Linked DNA regions of Mus musculus: all the other regions are linked to region 1. The links are chromatin contacts, called in public ChIA-PET, Hi-C, HiChIP or PLAC-seq, Micro-C and promoter capture Hi-C maps. All regions are on one chromosome and are shown on one strand. The core of a region is the stretch at or near the end of the contact, and the rest is flanking DNA. Distances in the headings are between cores, read along the strand shown.

Evidence for each region. Promoter capture Hi-C pulls out the DNA fragments that hold promoters and counts their contacts. Hi-C and Micro-C count contacts between places; a contact is called where the count stands out from the background. ChIA-PET counts read pairs in DNA pulled down with a chosen protein or histone mark. HiChIP or PLAC-seq counts read pairs in DNA pulled down with a chosen protein or histone mark.
Region 2: an H3K4me3 HiChIP or PLAC-seq map of embryonic forebrain shows a contact between it and region 1, with 9 times the contacts expected there. The contact joins the promoter of Irak3 here to the promoter of Cand1 in region 1. A contact is called at or near these places in 7 of 39 promoter capture datasets (the 3T3-L1 cell line, the SN4741 cell line, cranial neural crest and 4 more), 3 of 484 Hi-C or Micro-C datasets (B cells, the G1E-ER4 cell line and Th1 cells) and 7 of 115 datasets of contacts at active chromatin or transcription factors (astrocytes, bone marrow-derived macrophages, embryonic forebrain and 4 more).
Region 3: a Micro-C map of the G1E-ER4 cell line shows a contact between it and region 1. The contact joins the enhancer-like site here to the promoter of Cand1 in region 1. A contact is called at or near these places in 3 of 39 promoter capture datasets (the C10 cell line, embryonic stem cells and frontonasal cranial neural crest), 2 of 484 Hi-C or Micro-C datasets (both in the G1E-ER4 cell line) and 9 of 115 datasets of contacts at active chromatin or transcription factors (astrocytes, embryonic basal ganglia, embryonic brain and 5 more).
Region 4: a promoter capture Hi-C map of pre-B cells shows a contact between it and region 1, with 4 times the contacts expected there. The contact joins the promoter of Helb here to the promoter of Cand1 in region 1. A contact is called at or near these places in 13 of 39 promoter capture datasets (the 3T3-L1 cell line, 3T3-L1-derived adipocytes, the C10 cell line and 7 more), 3 of 484 Hi-C or Micro-C datasets (the G1E-ER4 cell line, Th1 cells and embryonic stem cells) and 18 of 115 datasets of contacts at active chromatin or transcription factors (the SCID.adh cell line, astrocytes, effector CD8 T cells and 11 more).
Region 5: a contact with region 1 is called in a Hi-C map of B cells, with 8 read pairs. The contact joins the enhancer-like site here to the promoter of Cand1 in region 1. A contact is called at or near these places in 2 of 39 promoter capture datasets (the C10 cell line and pre-B cells), 1 of 484 Hi-C or Micro-C datasets (B cells), 4 of 115 datasets of contacts at active chromatin or transcription factors (bone marrow-derived macrophages, large pre-B cells and memory CD8 T cells) and 1 of 9 other capture datasets (liver).
Region 6: a contact with region 1 is called in an RNA polymerase II ChIA-PET map of memory CD8 T cells, with 29 read pairs. The contact joins the promoter of Ifng here to the promoter of Cand1 in region 1. A contact is called at or near these places in 3 of 115 datasets of contacts at active chromatin or transcription factors (embryonic stem cells, large pre-B cells and memory CD8 T cells) and 1 of 9 other capture datasets (adipose tissue).
Region 7: an RNA polymerase II ChIA-PET map of memory CD8 T cells shows a contact between it and region 1, with 20 read pairs. The contact joins the enhancer-like site here to the promoter of Cand1 in region 1. A contact is called at or near these places in 1 of 39 promoter capture datasets (the C10 cell line), 5 of 115 datasets of contacts at active chromatin or transcription factors (T-cell acute lymphoblastic leukemia, bone marrow-derived macrophages, large pre-B cells and 2 more) and 2 of 9 other capture datasets (liver and pancreatic islet).

The regions. Positions count from the first base shown.
Region 1 is chr10:119,238,608-119,241,752 of GRCm38.p6, reverse strand. Cand1 (cullin associated and neddylation disassociated 1) reads left to right here and starts at 1,698. Exons shown (of 15, transcript NM_027994.1): 1 at 1,698-2,112. The coding sequence starts at 2,045.
Region 2 is chr10:120,200,129-120,203,273 of GRCm38.p6, reverse strand. Irak3 (interleukin-1 receptor-associated kinase 3) reads left to right here and starts at 1,677. Exons shown (of 12, transcript NM_028679.4): 1 at 1,677-1,947. The coding sequence starts at 1,815. Gm38500 (predicted gene, 38500) reads right to left here and starts at 1,684. Exons shown (of 3, transcript NR_166661.1): 1 at 1,425-1,684; 2 at 1,079-1,172; 3 at 1-326.
Region 3 is chr10:120,139,839-120,142,983 of GRCm38.p6, reverse strand. Irak3 (interleukin-1 receptor-associated kinase 3) reads left to right here. Exons shown (of 12, transcript NM_028679.4): 12 at 1-1,336. The coding sequence ends at 269. Among named protein-coding and RNA genes, the nearest start is that of Helb, 28 kb to the right of the region's middle. Within about 2 kb of position 1,658, at least 56 of the 459 cell types and tissues checked have an H3K27ac peak or open chromatin away from gene starts, as enhancers often do. A contact at or near this core is called in the G1E-ER4 cell line, where this site is marked.
Region 4 is chr10:120,111,239-120,114,383 of GRCm38.p6, reverse strand. It overlaps Helb (helicase (DNA) B), which reads left to right and starts at 1,419. Exons shown (of 13, transcript NM_080446.2): 1 at 1,419-1,699. The coding sequence starts at 1,522.
Region 5 is chr10:118,417,561-118,420,705 of GRCm38.p6, reverse strand. No RefSeq gene overlaps it. Among named protein-coding and RNA genes, the nearest start is that of Ifng, 22 kb to the left of the region's middle. Within about 2 kb of position 1,600, at least 79 of the 459 cell types and tissues checked have an H3K27ac peak or open chromatin away from gene starts, as enhancers often do. A contact at or near this core is called in B cells and memory CD8 T cells, where this site is marked.
Region 6 is chr10:118,439,584-118,442,728 of GRCm38.p6, reverse strand. Ifng (interferon gamma) reads right to left here and starts at 1,683. Exons shown (of 4, transcript NM_008337.4): 1 at 1,464-1,683; 2 at 204-269; 3 at 1-116. The coding sequence starts at 1,574.
Region 7 is chr10:118,532,563-118,535,707 of GRCm38.p6, reverse strand. All of the region lies in intron 1 of Ifngas1 (Ifng antisense RNA 1), which reads left to right. Among named protein-coding and RNA genes, the nearest start is that of Ifngas1, 22 kb to the left of the region's middle. Within about 2 kb of position 1,412, at least 4 of the 459 cell types and tissues checked have an H3K27ac peak or open chromatin away from gene starts, as enhancers often do. A contact at or near this core is called in memory CD8 T cells, where this site is marked.

The DNA.
Region 1 (3,145 bases), core at 449-2,948:
TTAAAGGCGTGCACCACCACGGCCGGCTTAGTGAGCTATTTTACAGATTTATGGAGGAGGTGGCTGTAGAGATGGCTCAATGGTTAAGAGCATCTCTTCCAGAGGACCAGGGGTTCAAGTCCTAACACCCTCAGTGATCACACTTGTTTATAACTGGAGCTCCAGGGATCTGACACCCACACACAGATACACATGGAGGAATTACACCAATGCACGTAAAATAAACAAATTATTAGCCAGGCGTGGTGGCACACAGCTTCAATCCTAATATTGCAGGCAGAGGCAGAGGGGCAGAGGGGAAGGGGGGCAGGGGGTCAGAGGGGCAGGGGGGCAGAGGCAGGGGGATCTGAGTTTGAGATCAGCCTGGTCTACAGATTGAGTTCCAAAACAGCCAGGGTTACCCAGAGAAACTCTATCTCAGAAAAGCAAACCAAACCTAAATCTCTGATCCTTCCAACTCTTCTTTGGGCTATTTGTGAAATACTGAACGGTTAGGGAAACTTGGAGAGTAAACAAACAGTTGTACATGTCACCTCTGATCTCTGGTGGTTGTGTTGGTGTATCCGAGCACATAGGAAAACTTAGATTTCATAACTAAGTGCACAGAAGCCGACTATTGAAAGATGTAGGCTCAGAGCACAATCTGCAATGATACTTCCCCACCACCTCCCCTATTTGCGACAGGTTTGCACTAGATACCCCTAACTGGCCTAGGATTCGATTTAGAGACCAAGCTAGCTTTTATACTTGAGACCCACAAGGCTCTCCTACACTTGCCTCTACTGATCAGGGATTAGAGGCGTGCACCATCCATGTTTGGCATTGGGAGAGAATCCTTACTAGGACCTAAATGGAACAGAAAAAAAGTGGCTCCGGGATGAATAAAAGGATTACGTCCAAACTGTGGCCCTGAGGCCTTTTAGCGGAGCAAAGATTAGTACTAAGGTTCGACTAGGCCCCTACCAAAACACTGAATTTTGCAAGGCGCTTGCCCAAAACAACATGAGGACGGGGGTGGGGGTGGGAGTGGGCGATGTTTTCAGGGAAACAGACACTTTAGAAACAGCACACGCCGATGGAAAGATTTTATTTAGCATAACCCGCGTTGCCTGCCTGCAAATCCCAGCATTCTCTCCGACCACGGGAACCAATAAAGAAACTCCAGGTTCAAAGAGCCAATCACGTCCTTCGTGTGTCCCCAATTGAATTGTGGGAGTCGTAGTTCTCACGTGGCAACCATACAGCATGGTTGTTAGGGGACAGTTTCGGCCACGCGTACCGTTCGGAAAGAGAGCTCATTTTTCCATTGCACCCCTTGGCCTCCAGGCCAGCTCTTAGCATCATCACCCACAAGCCCCACGCGCTTTCAAACGCATAGACCTTCCTTCTTAATGTCGCAGGGAGGAGCAAGGAGCGTTTGCAGAACTCCGGCCTTGGACGCTCACTGCCCGTCCTTTAACCGTCGCTTTAAGGTCTCGCGAGAAGAGCCCCTCGAGGCGTTGCCATTCCGCCCGAAAGGCGGCCCGTGCGAAGACAGACAGCCGGCCGGGCCAACGGGAGCGTCCCTGTAAACCGCGACTGCGCAGAGTGCGCCGGGCAGCCCCGGTGACCTCCGACCCCGCCTCCCCGCAGCGCCCTGCGTCGGCCGCCCCCGCCCTCCTAGCGAAGGAGGCGGGCTTTGGCCTCTTGCCCTAGGGAGCGAGTGCGGAGGGAGTGGGAGCGAGGCGGCCCGAACGCAAGTGTCTGGCTTCCCGGCGAGGCCCAAGCCGTCCGTCCCGCCGCCCATGAGCTCGGCGCCCCGCGAGCAGCGCCGTCGTTAGGCCGTCCCCGTCACTCACTCTCGGCCTCCCCTACCTCCCCCCCGGGGCAGCCATTCCCCTCCCCATCCCCGTCTGGCCGGGGACTGGACGTCGCGTCGGAGCGCCTTCCCCAGTCCGCGTCGCGGTGCGACCCTGGAAGCGGGCGCCGCCGCCAAGGAGAGGAGGAGCCCCGGCCGCGGGGCCCAGCAGCCACTGAGCCAGCAGGCGGGATCGAGGCCGGCAACATGGCGAGCGCTTCGTACCACATCTCCAACTTGCTGGAGAAAATGACATCCAGCGACAAGGACTTCAGGTGAGGCTGAAATCCGACCCTCGCCCCACCTCGGGGTGGGGGAGAGGTGGAGGGCGGCCGCCGCCCGGGCCTCGCGACAGGCCCTGCCCCACCCCTCGGTCCGGCGGGTCTCCAGCCACCCCCTCCCCCATCTCCCCGCTAGGCCGTTGTCCGCTCTGGCCGCCCGGGGCTGGTCCGCGTCCCGGCGTCCCTGGCGCATCCTTTGTCCACCCCCAGGGACGCGTCCCAGGTAGCGCCCGGGCCCGAAGGCACGGGCTGCGCGGGAGGGAAGGAGTTTTTCCCGGGCGGGCGGGTGGCCGGGCCTAGTCCCCGGCCCTCCCGAGGCGCCAGGCCATCCCGGCGCTGGGGGACAAGCTGCCGCTCTCCAGCCACTCAGCCGCCGCCTGGCTTTTTCCCGCGGATGGGAAATGGGTGCCACGATCAACTTTCTCCGAGGCCTTCGCTGATTGGATTGTATACTTTCTCTTTGGATCCTTCTCTTTGGCGAAGGTGGCCAGAAGGGGGAGGGGAGCCCGGCTTGGTGGGGGGGAAACTTGGCCTGCAGGGTTTTCCCGCCAGCATCCCTGTCACTTTTCTCCGGCCGAGTGAAAGCCACGCAGGATCTTGGGGTTTCGGTCTCACATCCCTATACAGAGTCATGGCCAGAGGGCTGGATTGCCAAGCAAACCAATCTTGAAAAGAGAGGCTGGTGAGCCATGAAGCTTAATCATAGAGTTGTGTTCTGCAAGACCTGGACCATTGGTTCTTAGTCCCGTGCATATCGAAGGTGTTATATTTTCACACAGTCGCCTCGTCTGTTTTTTTCATGCTACACTGATTGTTAACACACACACCACGCCTAATCCTTCACAAATAAGCCCTCTGTCAAAAGAAAAAAGGCTATTTTTTTGATACCTAAGTTTTCCTCTGTAATGCCTTGGGCCATAGTACAGTTTTGTGTGCATTTAGACTAAAGAACAAGTAATCTTTGGTTAAAATTAGTCTAGGAGCTTGGTTTTTGTTCTGTGAACTCTTAACACCTGAAGGTTTGTCC
Region 2 (3,145 bases), core at 428-2,927, 960 kb before region 1:
TGTTAGAAGGAAAGGGTTTTAGGATCCAGAGCCGCTAAGAAAAGATGAGACTTATCTAGGGGTCTAGATGGTTCACCTCTAGAGATGAGAAACACGTTTATTATGGCGTGGACAGGAAGCACTGAGAGTGCACGCTTGGCCACGTGGTTCCCAGCTGGTGTAGTGTAGTGTAGTGTAGTGTAGTGTAGTGTAGTGTAGTGTAGTGTAGAGGTAAGCAGCTCACAGACACTGACTTCACGGATGGATTATGTCATTGGAGGCGTGGCTTTGGAGGGTGTATCTTGCCCCCAATCTCTTTCTCCTTGCCTCATGCCGCATTAGAAGACCTGGTGATGCAAACATTTTGAGTGTTACTGTTATTGTTATAGTGAGGATATTAAACATCCTCTGACTGCCCATATACTAAAAGCTTGCTTGCCAGCCTACAGTGCTGATAGGCGACTGAACCGGAACCAGATAGGTCTTAGTGCAAATAAATCAGATCCCTTGAAGGGAATTTGGTACCCTGGCCCTGTCCCCCTTCCTCCCTCCCTCTCTCTCATTTCCTGCCGCCATGGATCACTTACGCTATGACACTTTGGCTTCTCAGAGACCTCAAAAGACATTGGGGTCAAGCAACCATGGACTGAAGTTCCGAGGTTGTGTACCAAACAACTTCTTCTTTTGAAGCTGCTCGGTGGGGGCATTTTGTCAGAAAGCTAACACAACCACACATGGCGATTTCCTGTGCAGGCACACGTCTCAGGTTGCTTTTGTCTGGTCTAGAAAGTCAAAAAGAACCCTGTATCAATCTTCTCTCCCTCTGATGCTCAGCATGGTGGCATAGAGACCCTTTTTGGGGTGTAGCCTGATAAAACCGTAGTCCTTAGAATGAGGAGACTTAAGAAGTTTTGCTCAAACAGTTCTAACTTTGCCACTGTGGGTACTGAATGCCCAGGCACCATTGCTGCTGACCGCCAGGGGGCGCCATTCCAAAGACAAGCTCAGGGGATTGAAACAGGAGTTTGTTTTTCAGTGCCTGGTTATCATAAAATCTCCCACTTCATTTTCCCACCTCCTTTGTCAGTAGTATCCGTACCGTTCCTGCGGTGGTCATTACAGCATAAACGGTAGAATATTTCAACACACCAGCCAATGTTTCCTAAACTTCATTTTGCAAACTCGTTGAAGCACTGCGAGGAAAGAAAGGGAGACTGTAGTAAAACCAAGCGGCACGACGGCAGGGGTTGCCTTCTGCAGCAAGGATGAGCAGTTTGTTTGCCCAGGTTTGGCCTGTTTGTTGTGGTTTTCTTTTTATGTCCATTTCGCCCGGCGTGTACACGTTTCCTTCCGTTTAAAGTTATTTGGCAAAAACGTGTTTCTCGGTGAGCACGCATTTCTTTCCTGACGGGACAAAGAGAAACTTTAAAAGATGTAACACAAACCTCTTAGATCCATCGTGGCCAGGAGGCCGCCCGTCCCAGAGCAGCAGAGGGGTGGCGGCTTTCCCGGATTCCAGCCGCTGTTCCCCGCCCTCATTTTCTTGGCTGGTCTCCTGGGTCATGTCCCAAGACGGGGACGGACAGAACGGTTCATAACAAAGATGACCTGGGGTGCGGCGCGCAGGGTCGCGGGACAGCGGCTAGGAGCAAGGGCAGCCCAGGTCTCGCAGGGCGCATCCCTGGGGAGCGGCTCCCTACGTCACGTGGGGCCCGCCCTGCGACGGCGTGTTGCAAGCTCCGGGCAGCCGTCGTGGAGCTGAATTTCCGCGGTTGTGAAAGGCGGTGACAGCGGCGACCTCCCTGCTTCTCTGCGTGGGGTCCCGGGACTCCGCGATGGCCGGCCGGTGCGGGGCCCGTGGCGCGCTGTCGCCACAGTTGCTGCTCTTCGACCTGCCGCCCGCACTGCTGGGAGAGCTTTGCGGGATCCTGGACAGCTGCGATGGCCCGCTCGGCTGGCGGGGCCTGGGTGAGTGCGACTCAGACCTGCCGGTCCTCCCCCGCGAGGGACTCAGCAAACCCGGGGACCTGCCACTCACTCTCCTTCCCTCTCTGACAGTGGGGTACTGCTGTATCAAGTTAGGGGATTGGGTATGTCAGATGTCAAGAAAGCATCCCGTGCTGGGAAGAGATTCTCGCTTCACTCGGTTTGCAGTGTGCGCAGCAGTATGCAAATATTACCGTATGCAGGGCATGGCTACTGGCTCTACAACCCCTACATCAGATTTTTTTAATATTATAACTTCTTTTTTGAGATGCCGCTCAGTTGCTAGAGTGCTTACCTATAGATGTATGAAGCTGCATGTTCGATTCCCTAGCTTGGAATAAAACAGACAGTGGTAGTGCCAGTCATTGAGAGGTAGAAGTAGGCAGGACAGATGCTCAAGAGCATCCTCTCCTTGTAGAGAGTTCCTAGCTGGCTTGGGAAACATGAGACGCCATCTCAAAAACAAAAAGCAAACTTACTTTCTTTTCTTTCCTTTCTTTCTTTCTTTCTTTCTTTCTTTCTTTCTTCCTTCCTTCCTTCCTTCCTTCCTTCCTTCCTTTCTTTCTTTCTTTCTTTCTTTCTTTCTTTCTTTCTTTCTTTCTTTCTTTCTTTCTTTCTTTCTTTTCTCCTTTCCTTCTTCCTTCCTTCCTTCCTTCCTTCCTTCCTTCCTTCCTTTCTTTTAGAACTTTAAGATATCTATTCTTTGGTGTTTTTTGTGTGTGTATCCCACACTCCTCCCGCATCTAGAAGACAAATTCCAGGAACCAGTTCTCTCCTTCCACCACGGGATCCTGGGACAGAACTCAGATGGCATGCATAACCCACTTCGCTGTTTCCAATAAGTCTCCAATAATCTATAAGGGAAATGCTGTTTGCGGTGGATGTGATTTCCACTTTTCTTTCTTTCTTTCTTCCTTTCTCTCTCTCTCTCTCTCTCTCTCTCTCTCTCTCTCTCTCTCTCTCTCTTTCTTTCTTTCTTTTTAAGATTTATTTATTATATGTAAGTACACTGTAGCTGCCTTCAGACACTCCAGAAGAGGGCACCAGATCTCGTTACGGATGGTTGTGAGCCACCATGTGGTTGCTGGGAATTGAAGTCAGGACCTTCCGAAGAGCAGTCAGTGCTCTTTAACCACTGAGCCATCTCTCCAGCCCCGATTTCCACTTTTCTTAATTAAAT
Region 3 (3,145 bases), core at 409-2,908, 900 kb before region 1:
AATGCAGCCAGTCTGAGGTCACCTTTCTAGGCTTGGACCGAAACAGAGGGAACAGGGGAAGTGAAGCGGATTGCAACGTGCCCAGTTCTTCTCATGAGGAATGCTGGTCCCCAGAGCTTGTGGCGCCATCCCAGGACTTAAGTCCTACTGTGATCAGTTTGGGCTCGTCTTGGGAAGTACCAGGCCATTCTTATGGGAGCAAGCCAATGGAGAAGAGGTGTTCCTCTGGGCTCTTTTGCAGTGAGCATGAACAGTCCAAAAAGCAGTGAATCCACCAGAAGATCAAGCAAAAAATAAAAGCAAACGTCACTGAAGGCACTGAGCAAATAGCATCCCCGTGAAAAGACACGAGCTCTGAGCTCCGTGAGTACAGCCAAGGGACCAACTGATGGAGAATTTGAATGGTGCAGATTAGCAGCAAGGAAGTCTATTCCTTCCTCCAAACAGAATAATTTCAAGAGATGCTTTATTCAAGTGACCGCCTCTCAGTCAAACCTGAGAAGCTAAACTGGAGCCAATCAGAATTATCCAAGATTCCGGGTTCTGACAACCAAAACCTAGCAAAGAGTAGCAGGACAAGTCTCTCTCTTAAGTCTCTCACTCTCTCTCATCATCCGAGTGAGATCTTGGTATAGGTGAACAGAGAACCACCCACCTTCCAGAACCAGAACCACCTTTTCCCCAAGCCAGCAGTCAGTCACTCACCATCAGCAGCCAGTAGTCACCAGCAGCCAATCATGATACAGTGTCACTCTCCCTCTGCGCATGCCCTACGTCCTTTATAAAACCCAGGTCTTCAGGGCCCACCCCTTTCTTTTTCCATCCTTGCTCAGAGGCAGCCTTTTGTATACATTCCCTGACCCCACCCCAATTATATCTCTCATATGATATCTGTTGCGTAGTGTGACTTTGTGGCATGACTTGGTTGTCAGATCATTTGCACAAGAACAAACGAATAAACAACAACAAAGCCCACCATCATTACCACCGGCACTTAATGCTAGTCTTTCTGCTAGGGATACTGACAGTCTATTTGCTTCCCATGGTCATAGGGAAGTTGCTCAAATGCAAAGGTTGTAGGGAATGTCTAATTTGTAAATGGCGTCGGGTGCCTTTGGAAGGAATTGTGTTTTTACAGCCAGTTGCTACTCTTGTTTATCGCTGGTTAACCGGTCTGTCCGGAAGTGAGCCAAGTCATCCTTGCTAGGGCTTTTTCTGTGTAGAGAGGGAATTCCAGTCCAAAGTCTGCTTCTCTGTATTTAAATTCTTAGAAGAGTTGCCTGTGGCATTCCAATTGTTATATAAAAAAATTATATTAAAGAATTACAGCACTGTTGTTGTTTTGTTAACTCAGAAACCTGCTACATCCTCAGTAGAACGTGGGAAATTTAAATCAAGTCCTCTTTGTTCCCCTGGGGTAAAGAAGTGATCATAAGAGTCCGGATCACTTTGCAGTTGGTCCTGTTCTGCGCTCAGCTGTAGGCTCTGCGAAGGAGCCCTCCTGCAGGGAGCCTTTCTCCCCTCAGCTTCACCTCCTCAGTGAAGGACTTGCTGCATAAATGATCTCAGCGGTTTCTTTGTATTAATTTTGTGCTGTCTGCTTCCTGAATTATATCAGAATGGCTCATGTCACCCCACTTACTGGATTGCGAAATCTTAATATTCATTTCCTGTTGCTGTAACAAATGAGCACAAAGCTAGCGGTGTAATGCAACTGACTTCTACACCGTTGGAGGTCTGAAGGCTCGAGTGTTTCTCGAGGAGGTTCCAGGGAAGAATCTTTGCCTGTCTTTTGCAGCTCTGGAAGCCACCTTTATCCCTGAACTGCTCAGACTGTAGACTCTTTCTCCACCAGAGCAACCAGTGTATATATCTCCAGGCTGCAGGCTCTCCCCCTTCGTCTTCCCTCTGGCTCCTCCCCCTCTCTTCCAGGGTCTTCCTCTTCTTTCTCTTCATTTATGACACTCTGCTTCTTTCTTATAAAGGGCCTAGTGATTGCATTGGGTCCATTCAAAGAGGTGATGACATTTTCTTTTTCTCAAGATCCGCAAATTATCACTACTTCTGACCCCAAACCTCCTATGCTATTGGGCTATAAAATACTCACAGGTTTCTTCTGGCTTTGGAGCATAGGTTTCTTTGGAGGCCATGACTCCATCACACTTCCTGCGTGTTAGGGGCTATCTCTTCAGGACTTAGCACGAGAGCTTCCACAGAGCTGGTGCTTTCTTATGAATTGTGTTTCATGAAGCTATAACTACAGATTTAGATAATAAAAATCCAACTGTAGTAAATATTGCTTAGTAAATTAGCAAAGGTTTTTTTTTTTTTTTTGTTTTTTGTTTTTGTTTTTTTTTTTTTTTTTTTATGGTTATGGATAGAAATAACAAAGAACCCTTTTCCAGTGGGTTTGCAGAGTCTGCCCTTTCGAGGAAAGCACCAAGCTTTCTTTTTGTCTTTGGAGAGGCAGGATGGTTGGAGTCGAGGTTGAAGAACAGCAACTTGGAGAAGGAGGAAGTAATTGGAAATAAGAAGCAGGACAGGAAAATAAAGAAGTTAAAAACACACACAGCTACGTCTCCCTAAAGAGGCAGGGGGTGTGGTTAAAACACAAGAAGCTTCAGTCTGCTTGACAAGCCTGAAACAGACCTCAGGAGAGCACTTAGAAGAATTTATTCTCCCAGGCCGATGTGAACATATCTGCCTGCCCAGAGCACCCCAAGCTGTTTTTCCAACTTACTTGCAAAGTGCATTGTGTGTGTGTGTGTGTGTGTGTGTGTGTGTGTGTGTGTGTGTATAAAAACATTACTTGTGCCTGGTGGCACAAGTTTGTAATCTGAGCCAATAGGGGACTGAGGCAGGAGGATCACAAAGTTCAAGGGTAGCCTGGGCTATAAAGCAAAATGAAAGCTGGGGTTATAGCTCAGTGGAAGTGCAGTAACCCGGCATGTACAAGACCCTGTGTTCAATCCCCATTACTCTCCACTTCCCCACAAGAAGAATCAAAAGTCTTCAGCCTGTGCCTTGCCTATTTCAAGCCATCCTGAGATTGATTTGGCTTACCTCAGAGATTGAGCCTGAAGGCAGAACAACTCACAAGAGATCATTAAGAATTGACTATGTTTTGGAGTGGTGGTGGCACAAA
Region 4 (3,145 bases), core at 170-2,669, 870 kb before region 1:
ATTTCTGACCTCCTCAGATACTAGGGAAAATGCTATAGAGAGGGATAGAGAGATGGCTCTAACTGCTCTTCCAGAGATAGGTCCATTCCCAGCACCCACGTGACAACTAAGTATACAGCCTGGAAGTTTTGCTTTGGGTATGCAGAGTGCACAGACACATATGCTAGCAAAAAAAAAAAAAAAAAAAAAAAACCTCACGCACATGAAAAAAAAAGGAATCTAAAAGAAAGATGCCTGTGCGTATTCGTTATGGTTGATCCTATGCACGTGACATTTGGGTATGACAAATGCCTTTATTAGAAACCAGCAACACAGCTTTGGGGTTTAATAAAAACATAGTTTTTAGGATTAACGTTAGGATAATTACATAATAAACAATAACCTTAAAGTAAAATAGTATTTTATAGCGCCCCTTAAAGGGCACCGCGACTTTTAAACACTATCCATCTAGAGAACCGCGGCCGCAGTATTCAGCTTTTGTTCTTTTTTTTTTCTTTTCTTCTTTTTTTCTTTCGAGACAGGGTTTCTCTGTATAGCCCTGGCTGTCCTGGAACTCACTTTGTAGACCAGGCTGGCCTCGAACTCAGAAATCTGCCTGCCTCTGCCTCCCTAGTGCTGGGATTAAAGGCATGCGCCACCAAGCCCGGCTGTTCTTTTTTTTTCTATCTCAAGTCTGCATATTCTCTGGGCTACAAGTCCCCACCTTTTGCTTTACTGAAAACAGGAACTAGGGCGGTGGACCTAGAGTGTGTTCCAGGTCAGCCAGGGCTACACAGAGAAACCCTATCTCGAAAAAACAACAAAACAAAACAAAACAAAACAAAACAAAACAAAACAAAACAAAAAGAAGTCGAGGAGAGTAGTATATAAACGGGAAAGAAAGCCAGTGGTTTCCAAAGCGGGAAAAGCATAAAAATGGACAACCCAGGTCATGCATTAAAAATGAGAAAGTACATCACAACTTTAACTCCCAATGCAGAGGATATATACAAAGGGACCTAGTTATCTACTTGGATAAATGCCCTCCCTACATGATGTAAATTCAACTTCTCCGCGGCGCTTTTACGTGTAAGGAGGCACCTAGCCGTCGCCACCACGCTCTCCGGATTGGAGATTCACTCTTTTGGGTAGTGCCCCAAGGTCTTTAGAGGCCTCTGCTGTGTTCTTTTTAAGAGAGCGGGCAGAGGATGCCCTGCTTTCCCGGGGTTCTCTGCGCCCAAGAGTCGTGACCTTTCACCACGTCTCCTTCTCCGCAGGAAACGCCCAGCACCTCTAAAAAGAGCAGTTCTGAAACTGTCAGCAGCCAGCCCGCCGTGGTACCTCCCAGCCTGCTGGTCCCGCCTGTCACCAGTCTCCTCCTTTGGGGCGGAGCATCGCTCAGACCACGCCCCCATACCGCCCGCCTCCTGGATGTTCCCGGAAGCTGACCGGCTTACCCGGGTCGAGTTGATTGGTTGCAGTTTTGGACACCGCGCGCCAGGTTTTGTAGAGTTGTTTTGAGCCAAGTTCGCCGAAGAGATAATGGCTAGGCAGGATCGTCTGCGCGAGCTCCTGGGCCCTCTGCACCCGTACAAGAGCGACGACGAGGAGGAGGATTGTGCGCAGGAGGAGGAGGGGGAGCAGGAGGAGGAGTTTGTGGATGCCGAGGAACTCTGCAGCGGGGGCATCAAGGCGGGCAGCCTCCCTGGGCGCGCGCGAGGTGAGCCAGCGCCAGCCGGGCCGGGTTGGCAGGGGTCAAAGAAGTATTTTCGATTCTCACTGCCCGGCACCCAGCGTCCTTGACTGTTGACAGACAGACCTGTGGTGTGACTGGCTGCTTCACCGTACTTAGATGTGGTAGTAATAGTCGTAATGACTCAGAGCACATACTGTGTTAAGCTTGGTTTTTTCATATATCGTCTCGCTTAAAGTTAACAGTTGGGGGTAGTTTTACAGTCGAGGAAATAGATGCACCCTCATTCCCACCCAGAAACAGAATCCTTTAATTATTGTACCACGCTGGCTGAATAAGAGACGGAGTTGCTGTTAAGCAACTTTGAGAAAAAGAGCAAGCGCGCGGAAACACACGGCCACACACACACACACACACACACTCACATACACACAGATTTACACATATACATACACACATACATAAACACACTCATACACATTTACACACATACACTTACACATACATATACATGCCCACACATTCACACATACATGTTCATACACACACACACACACACACACATTGTATTTTCATGGTCTAGTACAGTAATAGCTGCTGACCAGGACCATGTGTGGCAACTGACCATTGGCAATTTAAACACAACTTTGGCTGTGTTTGAAATTAAATAGAAAGGATTACATGTTGATGGAAGTGTAACTGGCTATCCTGGCCAAGCATTTGCTACTGGGACAGGCCAGGGAGAGAAAATGGCGAAGTTGCTGTCTCAGTGGAAATACTACTTGTGAATTAAGCAGCCATTTTGGTTTTTTTTTTTTTTTGAGATTTATTTATTTTGTGTACATGAGTGCTCTATCTGCATCTATACCTGCATACCAGAAGAGGGCATCAGATCCCATTATAGATGATTGCGAACCACCATGTGGTTGCTGGGAATTGAATTCAGGACCTCTGGCAGAGCAGCCAGTGCTCTTGGCTGAGCCATCATGTCTATAGCACCTAGGCAGACATTCTTTAATCAGAGAAGTAACCCCAACTTAGTACTTAGTACCAGACAGCACTTGGAGAAGTGACATTCATGAGATGCAGACACGGCTTTGCTAAAGAAGTCCGCTGAGCTGAGCTCTGTGGTAACTGTAGGAACTGGCCAGGAGCAGCATGTACCTCTGAGTAACTTCATGCAGAGGGAGGCACCATGGAAAATTCTTTAAGACCTACATAAAGGCTGATACTGGCTAAGGCGGCGGTAATAGGGAGACTGGATTTAGAAGAATCAGATTCATGGCTTGAATTGTGCCTACTTCAGCAACACCCAGATGGAGCAGCATTCTGTTGTAGACAGAGTCAGTCAGAGTGAGGTGTTCCAGGTAGCGGGTAGATGTCTGTATGGGTGCTGCCTGTGTGTATGTGTGAGGGGATCAGAGTGAGGTAAATGTCGAGGGAAATCATAACAAATTTCCTGTTATCTCCCCT
Region 5 (3,145 bases), core at 351-2,850, 820 kb after region 1:
ATCTTAACTAATATCATTAGTAGCTATTCAAATAGCATCTACTTCCTGTTAGTTTTTACCCAAATAAGACATATGTATATGTGCATTTGTGAGTAGATATTTCAATTCATTTTAAAAACATCAAAATAAATATTGGGGCTAGTGATTTATCTCAGTTGATAGAGTTACCAACCTGCCTACCATGCTCAAAGCGCTGAGTTAAATCTCAGCCCATCATAATAAACCTGGCAGGATGGTACATGGCTAGGAGTTCTGGCTCAGATCAGTAGCTCAAGACAATCTGTGCTACATTGTGAGTTTAAGGCTGACTCAGAATGCATGAGGCCCTGACTCATGTGTATAGATAGATAGATGTGTATAGATAGATAGATACATAGGTACATAGATAAATATATAGATACATAGATAGATACTTAGATGATAGATACATAGGTATAAGCATACATACATACATACATACATACATACATAGATCAATACATACATACATACATACATAGATTGGTACATAAATAGGTACATACATACATACATCATACATGGATACATACATGGATACATAGAAACATAGATAGAAATGTGTGTGTACACATGAATACATGCTATCATTACCTACTCAAATTTACATTAATCAAAAACCCAATCCTTCCTAGTCACTGTGGATTTGATGTTTGTGTGTGTATTTTTCTCTGAAAATTTCCTTCTTTAGACTCTTACTTTGAGGAGCCTGCACATCCCGCTGCCCATTTTATATTCATCACCCCCCTTTTGAGATATTGTACCTATATGTTGCTTTTTTAAATGATAATTTCTCAAAAGACAGAAATTAGAAGTTGTCCCCACTCTTTTCATTTTGAAAGGTGGCAGGCACAACACCAGACGTCTTTAATCTTCTTCAGATCATCTGATATTTTCTTCTTGAGACTGTAGTGCGGATTTATCACTCCATGCAACTCGAAACATATATCAATGTCATCCCACACTAGATGATATATGATTTTCCTTATTGGAAAATTAGACACCTAATTTGCTAATTAGAATCATAGATCATAACTCATTATGATTTTTTAGGAAGCTTATTAAACAACAACAGAAGCCCTGCATTTTGTCATAGGAGCTTCTCCTAAAACAATAAAGTGAATCCCCAGAGAAGCAGTCTAAACGACATGTCACACGGAAGCAGTCTAAATGACATGTCACAAGGCTGTCTGTACTTCCATCAGGAAAGTGAAGAAACTTGAAAGAGTTGGAAAGATTTCTTTTCACCCCAGGTGGAGTTTGAAGGTTTTTCTAGCAGGTTCTTTCAGGAAGCCCGTTAACCTTCTGCTCTGTTGGCCTGTGGTCAGGGACTTCCCCCAACCTGCCTCCTGTCTTTTGACAATGAGCAGAAATTTGGCCTCTTAGGTTTTCTTTCTAGTCACCTGATAGGATTTCCCAGGACAGAGGTGTTAAGCCAGCTTTGATCTGACTTCCCATCTCCTTCCTGTGGATCACCCTGAGAAGAAAGAAGTTGCCTTTCCCCACCCCACCCCCACCCCAGGCGCTGACATCATGCTTCCGCTCCATAGGGCGGGGCGATGCGTGCCCATGTGCTCACAGAAGTGCAGGTCTGAGCAGGAAGTAGAGTTGTTTAAAGATAAGATACTCTCTTTGGCTTCCTTACCTTTGAGGTTATAGCAAACATCAAATTTCACGTGTGTGTGTGTGTGTGTAGACAATTGCATGTTAATACTTGCATGATTATATGGCATCATTGCTGTCATACTTCTAAAACATTTTTTCACTGTAGTATGGTGGTAAGAGGTGCCAATGTGGGAACTGGATTGTGTTTGAATCCTGCCTCCAAGTTATACCAGTGTTTGAACCCTCTGAACCTGAGGACATTCTTGGGGCTTTAGCTGGCAATAATGGCATCCACCCTGGAAAGGGGTGTGTGTGTGTATGTGCCCGCACGTGTGTGTGTGTGTGTGTGTGTGTGTGTGTGTGTGTGTGAGAGAGAGAGAGAGAGAGAGAGAGAGAGAAAGAGAGAGAGAGAGAGAGAGAGAGAGAGAGAGAGAGAGAGAGATGTGAAGCACTTGAATCAGCTTGATCTATCGTAAGCACAATTTGCTCATTATTTTTCTTCTGTTTTCAAGTATTCTCATCTGTAACCTGGATGATGAGGAGTCATATTTGCATTCTTTTTTTGTCATACTTGTCATTATTTTTTATTTACTTGTACATGGTCAACTGAAGGATGGAAAAGAAAAGAAGCCGATTGGGTTACTCTAGAGCCAGAGCTGCAGTTGAGAATCAGTTGTGTAGGTGGTGATTCTGGGGAGCAGCAGAGAAGAGGGGGAGGGATTCAGGGAAGAGAGGAAGTCAATGCAGGGTGGTTAGCAAGCTCAAGTCACAGTGGACATGGGAACTTAGACCTACAGGCAAGGTCATAGAATGCATCCAAAGGGCCCAACTCAGAGTGGAGAAACAGGGTTTTCTAGCCATCACTCTCTTGGGGATGATGTCAAGACGTGGAGGCACCCATTCTCAACCCTTGTAGTCTTCCACAAGCCCAGAAGAAAGAATGTTACACCCAGAGAATAGTTAGTAACCATCGTCTGCAAGGGCAGGAAGGGAGGCCACTGAGAAGTTTAAATAAATCATGACAGCATCAGCAACCCACTAAAAGTTTGTGGTATGGCCTTAATTATTCCTGATTTTTTTTTCAGACTTCATTATATCCTTTTTGTTCCAGGGTTGCTGTAAGCTCACTGGCATCTTGTACATGCTGAGGTACTCAGAGTAGCAAGAGATGGAAACTTCAGCAACACTGTTTCCAAGAGTGAGATGTATCGGGAAGACTTGGGCATTGTGGGTAATAGAGAACTACCTCAGAAAAGAGCTGGTATTAAGCACTAAGAATTGGTAGGGGTGTCTTTCTGACTCTCAAGCGTACTTGTTTTAGTGAGGTGTCAATCTCTTCTACCACAGAGTAGCATTCCTTAGAAGAAGGGGGTCATCGAGACATCCTTCTCTAACTTCATACTCTATAAGATTTACTCCCAAGAATAGACGCACCTTCTCATTTGCCATTAGAAGCACACAATAACTTATGAAGGACTAATTGAGATCCACATCATATGTCCTCCTGGATATTTAACTAGGA
Region 6 (3,145 bases), core at 434-2,933, 800 kb after region 1:
AGGTGTGATTCAATGACGCTTATGTTGTTGCTGATGGCCTGATTGTCTTTCAAGACTTCAAAGAGTCTGAGGTAGAAAGAGATAATCTGGCTCTGCAGGATTTTCATGTCACCATCCTTGGGAAATAACACAAAGGGAGGATTTTAAGAAATGACCCATTAGAAACAACAGGGAAACTGGGAGAGGAGAAATATTCAACTCACCTTTTGCCAGTTCCTCCAGATATCCAAGAAGAGACTCTTTTCTTCCACATCTATGCCACTTGAGTTCTGAGGAAAAGAGAAAAAAAATTGATTTGTAATTATTTCACCAATTGCCCTGAAAATATCTATCAAGTTTTGTTGAATTCAGTGCTGATAATGGTCACAGGTTTCCTTCTGGGCCCTTCCACTTACTTCTAACAACAAGTATCCCCTAAAAGACTGCATGTAGCCAAACACTGTTACTGTTACATTCTTTTAGCTGCAGGATGTACTGGCCCAGTCTTGAAACTGCAAGGCCACAAATAAACTCAACAAAGCTGACGAGGTTTCAAGTACCCTCAAGTAACCATAGTGAGCTAAAAAGAAACTTACTCTCAAATTAAGAAAGGGAGAGAGAAAATCATTAGAATCATCCCACTGTGCACACTGCCCCCTTATGGTCCAGGCCTCTGAAACATCAGTCTGTGCTGTAATAGGGCTTCATTGCTACTTTAAAAAATAGCTCCAAACACATACGGGAGGCAGCTTGATTTACACTGTGAGGAGAGGATTGACCGTAGATGCTTGAACATTATGCTAATAGCTATATGTATACTAGTATATACATTTGGGACAAATTATAAAATTCTAAGGATATAAAATTTGCTTCTGTTAACCATTAATTTAAAAAAAAAATCACAAAAGAGAAAATCCTGAAAACTCTGAGAAATATAGAGTCTCATTAAACCTCACCAAGCGGCTGGCTTTGATTCGATTGTAGTAGAATTTCAAAATTACTCCTCAGGGTAAAACAACTTCGGGGGAGGGGGGCATTTCTTAAACAGAAACATTAAGAACTTTGCCTCCCATTACTTTAAGTGATAAGCTGTTTCCCTGCGTAGTTTTGGTGGTAATATCCATCTCTCACTATCACTTTCAAGACGTCTGAAGGAATAAGAACCATTGAGGTAAGGATATTTTTTATCACAACTAAATGATAAGAAATCACAAAATCATCAGCATCTTTGTACCTTGGACCTATACTATGCCTATCTTTGGGAAGATTGGTAATTGCCCTCTAACTCCGTAGTAAGTTGGACAGAGGGTTAAATCGATATTGAGATCATTAAGTCAATAAACACCTCTCCAGCAAATAGCAACGTAGCACCCCATCTTCTCAAAATGACTGGGGACCAGAGACGGCAGCCTGGCGCTCACCGTAGCAAGTCAACATCAACCACGGTCAACCAACCACAAGCATTATTAAGAATTCATACTTACAAAATAGTTATTCAGACTTTCTAGGCTTTCAATGACTGTGCCGTGGCAGTAACAGCCAGAAACAGCCATGAGGAAGAGCTGCAAAGCCAAGATGCAGTGTGTAGCGTTCATTGTCTCAGAGCTAGGCCGCAGGAGGAGAAGCCCAGAACTTCTGTCTCAAGTCAGAGGGTCCAAAGGATCAGCTGATGTGTCTTCTCTAGGTCAGCCGATGGCAGCTATAGCCTGCACCTCTCTGGCTTCCAGTTTTATACCTGATCGAAGGCTCCTCGGGATTACGTATTTTCACAAGTTTTTTTTTGGTTTTTTTTTTTTTTTAAGATGGTGACAGATAGGTGGGGGGAGCTAAGTTACTTTGCATTACAGCTATGGTTTTGTGGCATGTTAGAGTTTCCTTTCGACTCCTTGGGCTCTCTGACGATGAGACAGCCCCGCTGTGCCCACCTGTGCCATTCTTGTGGGATTCTCTGAAAGCACTTTTACTTCACACCATTTGGGGTGGGGGCTGGAAATTGCTTTTACGTCTCCCCCTTTTTGCCCTTGTAATGTGAATTTCTCATCCACAGAGCACAGCACAGGGAGCCTTTGTTTGTGGTTGGGGACGGCTGAATAAAAGGAAACTCTTGGGCTTCTCAAACCATGAGGAAACTCTTGGGCTTCTCAAACCATGCAATGGGGGAAGCCTTTTCAAACTTTTCTTGCAAATGACCAGAAAAGCAAGGAAAGGGTATGGTTAAAAAGCCAATGTGGTGAGGAAGCCCTTCAATGGAGGTGATTAGTAAAATACCTACTACAAATCACTCAGGGTCAACGTGCCCAGAAAGAAGAAAAGGCAGACCACATAGGTAAAATAAAATCATCTAGTTCCTCCATTAATAAAAGGGAAAAAATGCAAAATGAAATAAAAGTAAAAATGCAAGAATACTTCATTAGATATTGTATTTCACTCAACACACCCAAGGTATCAATGTGTATCAAGATTTATGATGAATAAGAGTTTCAATTCCTCTGCCACTAAATATTTAAAGCCTAGTGGCTATCCTATATACACAGCAGAAATCACTTCAGGATTAGCCATGTTTCTAACTCTCATACCCACATGTGGCTAAGGCTATCCCAATGACTAGTCCAGCACTAGACACACACTTGTCCCAAATAAGGATTAATAACTGAAAATTGTTTCCCCCATCAAGTTCAAACACTAAAAGTTTCCTTCTCTGTCTTTGGTAACTTATCTATGAAATTCGATCCTTGAGGATGGGGCAGGAGGCCCTCTGCTCTTCAGTGCCAGCCCACGTGTATTCATCCCTGCCTTTCCTGTATTCATTAACATTACACAGTGGCTATGGGTGCAGACTTGAACCATTCATATTCTAGCCTCGGGGTCTTGAGTCAGCATCTTTATGATCTGTGACTCAGTTTCCACATTTATACAGTGAGCTTAACACTAGCATTTTCTTCCGGACTTCAGCCAAAGGCTCAACCAAATGCTCCATGGAAAGTTGAGAGAATTCTTCCCGGCATTCCTAGTGGCTCAATTAAAACTTGATGGTTATTTGGCAATGTCAGATGTTTAACAACGCTATGCAGCTTGTTCGTGCAGTTCCTTTGGCCATGTGCCCCCTTTCCCTCATCTGAGCATCTCAGAGTGGTACCCAGTTATCTTGACCCAGATGCAAACCATC
Region 7 (3,145 bases), core at 163-2,662, 710 kb after region 1:
TCTCTAGACTGAAAGCTCGGGTTGTTTTGGTTTTGTTTCTTGCTAAGTTTTTTACTCTACATGTCAAGTGTCAGTTTAACTGAGGACCTAAAAATAGCGATGTGTTTCATAAAGACAGTTTTATATGAGTGCAAATGTGTTTTGACTACATTTACCCTCCCCTACACTCAAACACACACATACACACACACACACGCACACACACACACACACACACACACACACCATCGACTGTCTCTATTCATTCTCTCCAACACTCTTGTTTCCATCTTCGTGATAAGGACCTGATAAATTGGCTAGTAAGGGAAGCCGCTTTCATTCTCCTGCCACGACTGGATGGATGGGTTTGTCAATAACGCATCCTTATGCTTTGACCCACACACAATGGGCCTTCCCAATCCCACCAGCATTCTTGAGTTACTCTAAGTTCGGTACCGTGAGAGTCGTGTATGAAGGGAAGGGTGTGAGTAGATTAGACACAACAGAGAAGTGGCAATTGAAGATGAGAAAGGACCAGGGAGATACTTGTTGCACATAATTTTAAAGACATGCTTGCTCCAGCTAGGCTCTGGGACTAGCCGCTGCTCACCGGCCATCTAGTCAGCCACCATGGCTAGCTAGTGCTTTCCCAAGATCCCCTGCTATGCTCTGAGTACCACTGCTGCCTGTACTCCCAAGAGCTCTGCCCATTCCTCCTTGCCAGGTGCTGCAATGGCCATCTCACCTAGCTCCCTTTAGCCCTGTGAAAGGAAACCACTAGAGGCTTTTATATTTTGGAACTGACTAGACAACTCAAAGGCTGGGTGAAAATATCCTGCCTTATCCTCCTTGACCTCCCCTCATGGCAGAGGCCACAAACTATCAGTCCCCAAGAGTTGCATGTCTGCTCTCTGCTCCACAGTCTGATCCAAACTCCCTGCATCCCTATCTCTTCCTGTCCAGCCTGGAAGTCCTGCCTTATGCTTCACCCAGCCACTGGTTTCTGCCGTCTTTATTGACCTAATCAACAATGAGGCAACCTTCCCTTCCCTTCTCTTACAGCTACTGCCTACAGTTCTCCTTTTACCAGAGGGAGAAGAATAAAGGGGAGTTTGTATAGTTTCGTTTCTCCTAAGGAGATTTCATGGGGAATCATGTCAAAATTGCTGGTCCCACCTGCGTTAATGGAATGGAGACCCTGCACAGGTCCAGCTGCTCTGGTTCTGTGAACTCGGATTCAGCTAATGTAACTGATGTACATTTAGATACCACTGAGCATACCTGCTGCCATCTTGTCGTATGCATAAAATAGCCCAAGCATGGGGGCCTTTCCAGTAAAGAAAGACAATCAGGATGCGCAGAGGGTGGGGAGGGCTCTGTCATCAAACACAGAAGGAAAAGCAGCCTGCGTTGCCTATAAACAACAAGAGCTTTGCTCTTTCTGTGGTATCTGGGGTTTTGGTTTCTTCAGAGCTCTCTTGGGGGAAAGGAAGGAACTATGAACGGCCAAGCAGACAAACTAGATGAAAACAAGATGCAAAGAAACTATGGAAGGAGAAAACTTGAATGGCGCGGCCTCCTCAATGCAGGTGTGAGCGCTCCCACCACCGTGGTGCCTGGGATTGACTCAGAGCCTGTGGATGGCTGAACAGGAGACTGTGGTCCTAGTCTATAAGACTCAGTAGTGGCAACACTTCTGCCCAGGAAAGATTTTGGGTAGTGTAACCATGACAGGGGCTACCTCCTTTTCTACCAGCATCTGCTTCTCGAAGCTAAAAGGCCCCCTCCCGATGTGTATTTTGTTGTTTTTTTTATTAGTTCTTTGACAGTTTCAGTGTCATAGTCGATCATATTCAACCCCCTTATCCAACTCCTTTAGGGCTGAGCATTTTATAGTCCCCATTATCTGTGCTTTGGGCATTTGTGGGTCACTGTGTTACTCACGACGTATACAAGGAGAAGCTCTTCAGATGAGGGCTGATCAAGACTTATTGATCTATGGGTTTAATAAGAAGTCATTAATACTCAGTTTAATACTATGTCCACTTGGCAATATAGTAGTAGTAGTATTAGTAGTAGGAGTAGTAGTAGTAGTAGTAGGTTTATTACTAGGGCCTATGAGCTGTCTTGACATAGGTTCTTAACCTAATAATGGTATGAGGTAATAGCTTTATGAATCCAAACAGACCCTTGTCTCCAAATTACCCAAAGGTAATAAAATAAATTCCAGTATTTTTTATTATACATACTTATACAGTTCTCATAGAAACTTAGTACTTAAGAAAATTATGATTTAGAGAAAACAAGACTTTTAATATATCAGTATTAATTTCTTCAACATATCAGTATCAAATTTGAGTGTCATTGGGTTTTATTTATTGTGTTCAAATGTTTCATTTTTAAAAATGCTATGTAAATTTCAATTTTTAAAAGCAATTAAATGAATTTTGACTCTGATTAAGAGAGAATTTCCAACCGTTTCTGAAGGGACCCCAGATATGCCTCTGCTATTTTGTACTTAGCATTTATACAAAGCAGTGTTCTCTGTACTAACTGCTATAAAATCTAAATATGATTCCACTCTGAAAAACATTGAATATCCTCTGTGCCCTGCAGGATCAAGTATTCAGCCAAGATTTCTTATTATAAAATATACAACTAATCTATTCATTAGTGTGCAAATTTTTCTTTCATTTTTAATGAACATAAAAATTATTTGTACACTCAGGAATTGTTTTAAAATAAATGTCTCTGTAATCAAGTGCATATTATCAGTATGTACCTGTTTGTACATGTATCTTTCTAGATATTCCTAGAACTTTTTCTGCTAAAGGGGTTGAGAGGAAACTCTTAGGAAGCCTCCAGTCCACCCGCCTTCCTTTCTAGCTTGTGGATGCATCAAGCCTCCACAAACCCATAACCCAGTTCCTTGAAACCAATCTGCTACCATGCATACACACACACACACACACACACACACACACACACACACATCCCCACCACCACCATCACATTGGTTCTATTTCTTTGGAAACCCTTACCTCTGAGCAATGCACCAGGTAAGTGTTAAATGATGGCAAAGTAAAATGGAGTCTCTCCATGTGGGCAAACTAACTGTACCAAGTAGGCAAAAGCATAATAAGAAGTAATAAAACAGAGACAGATT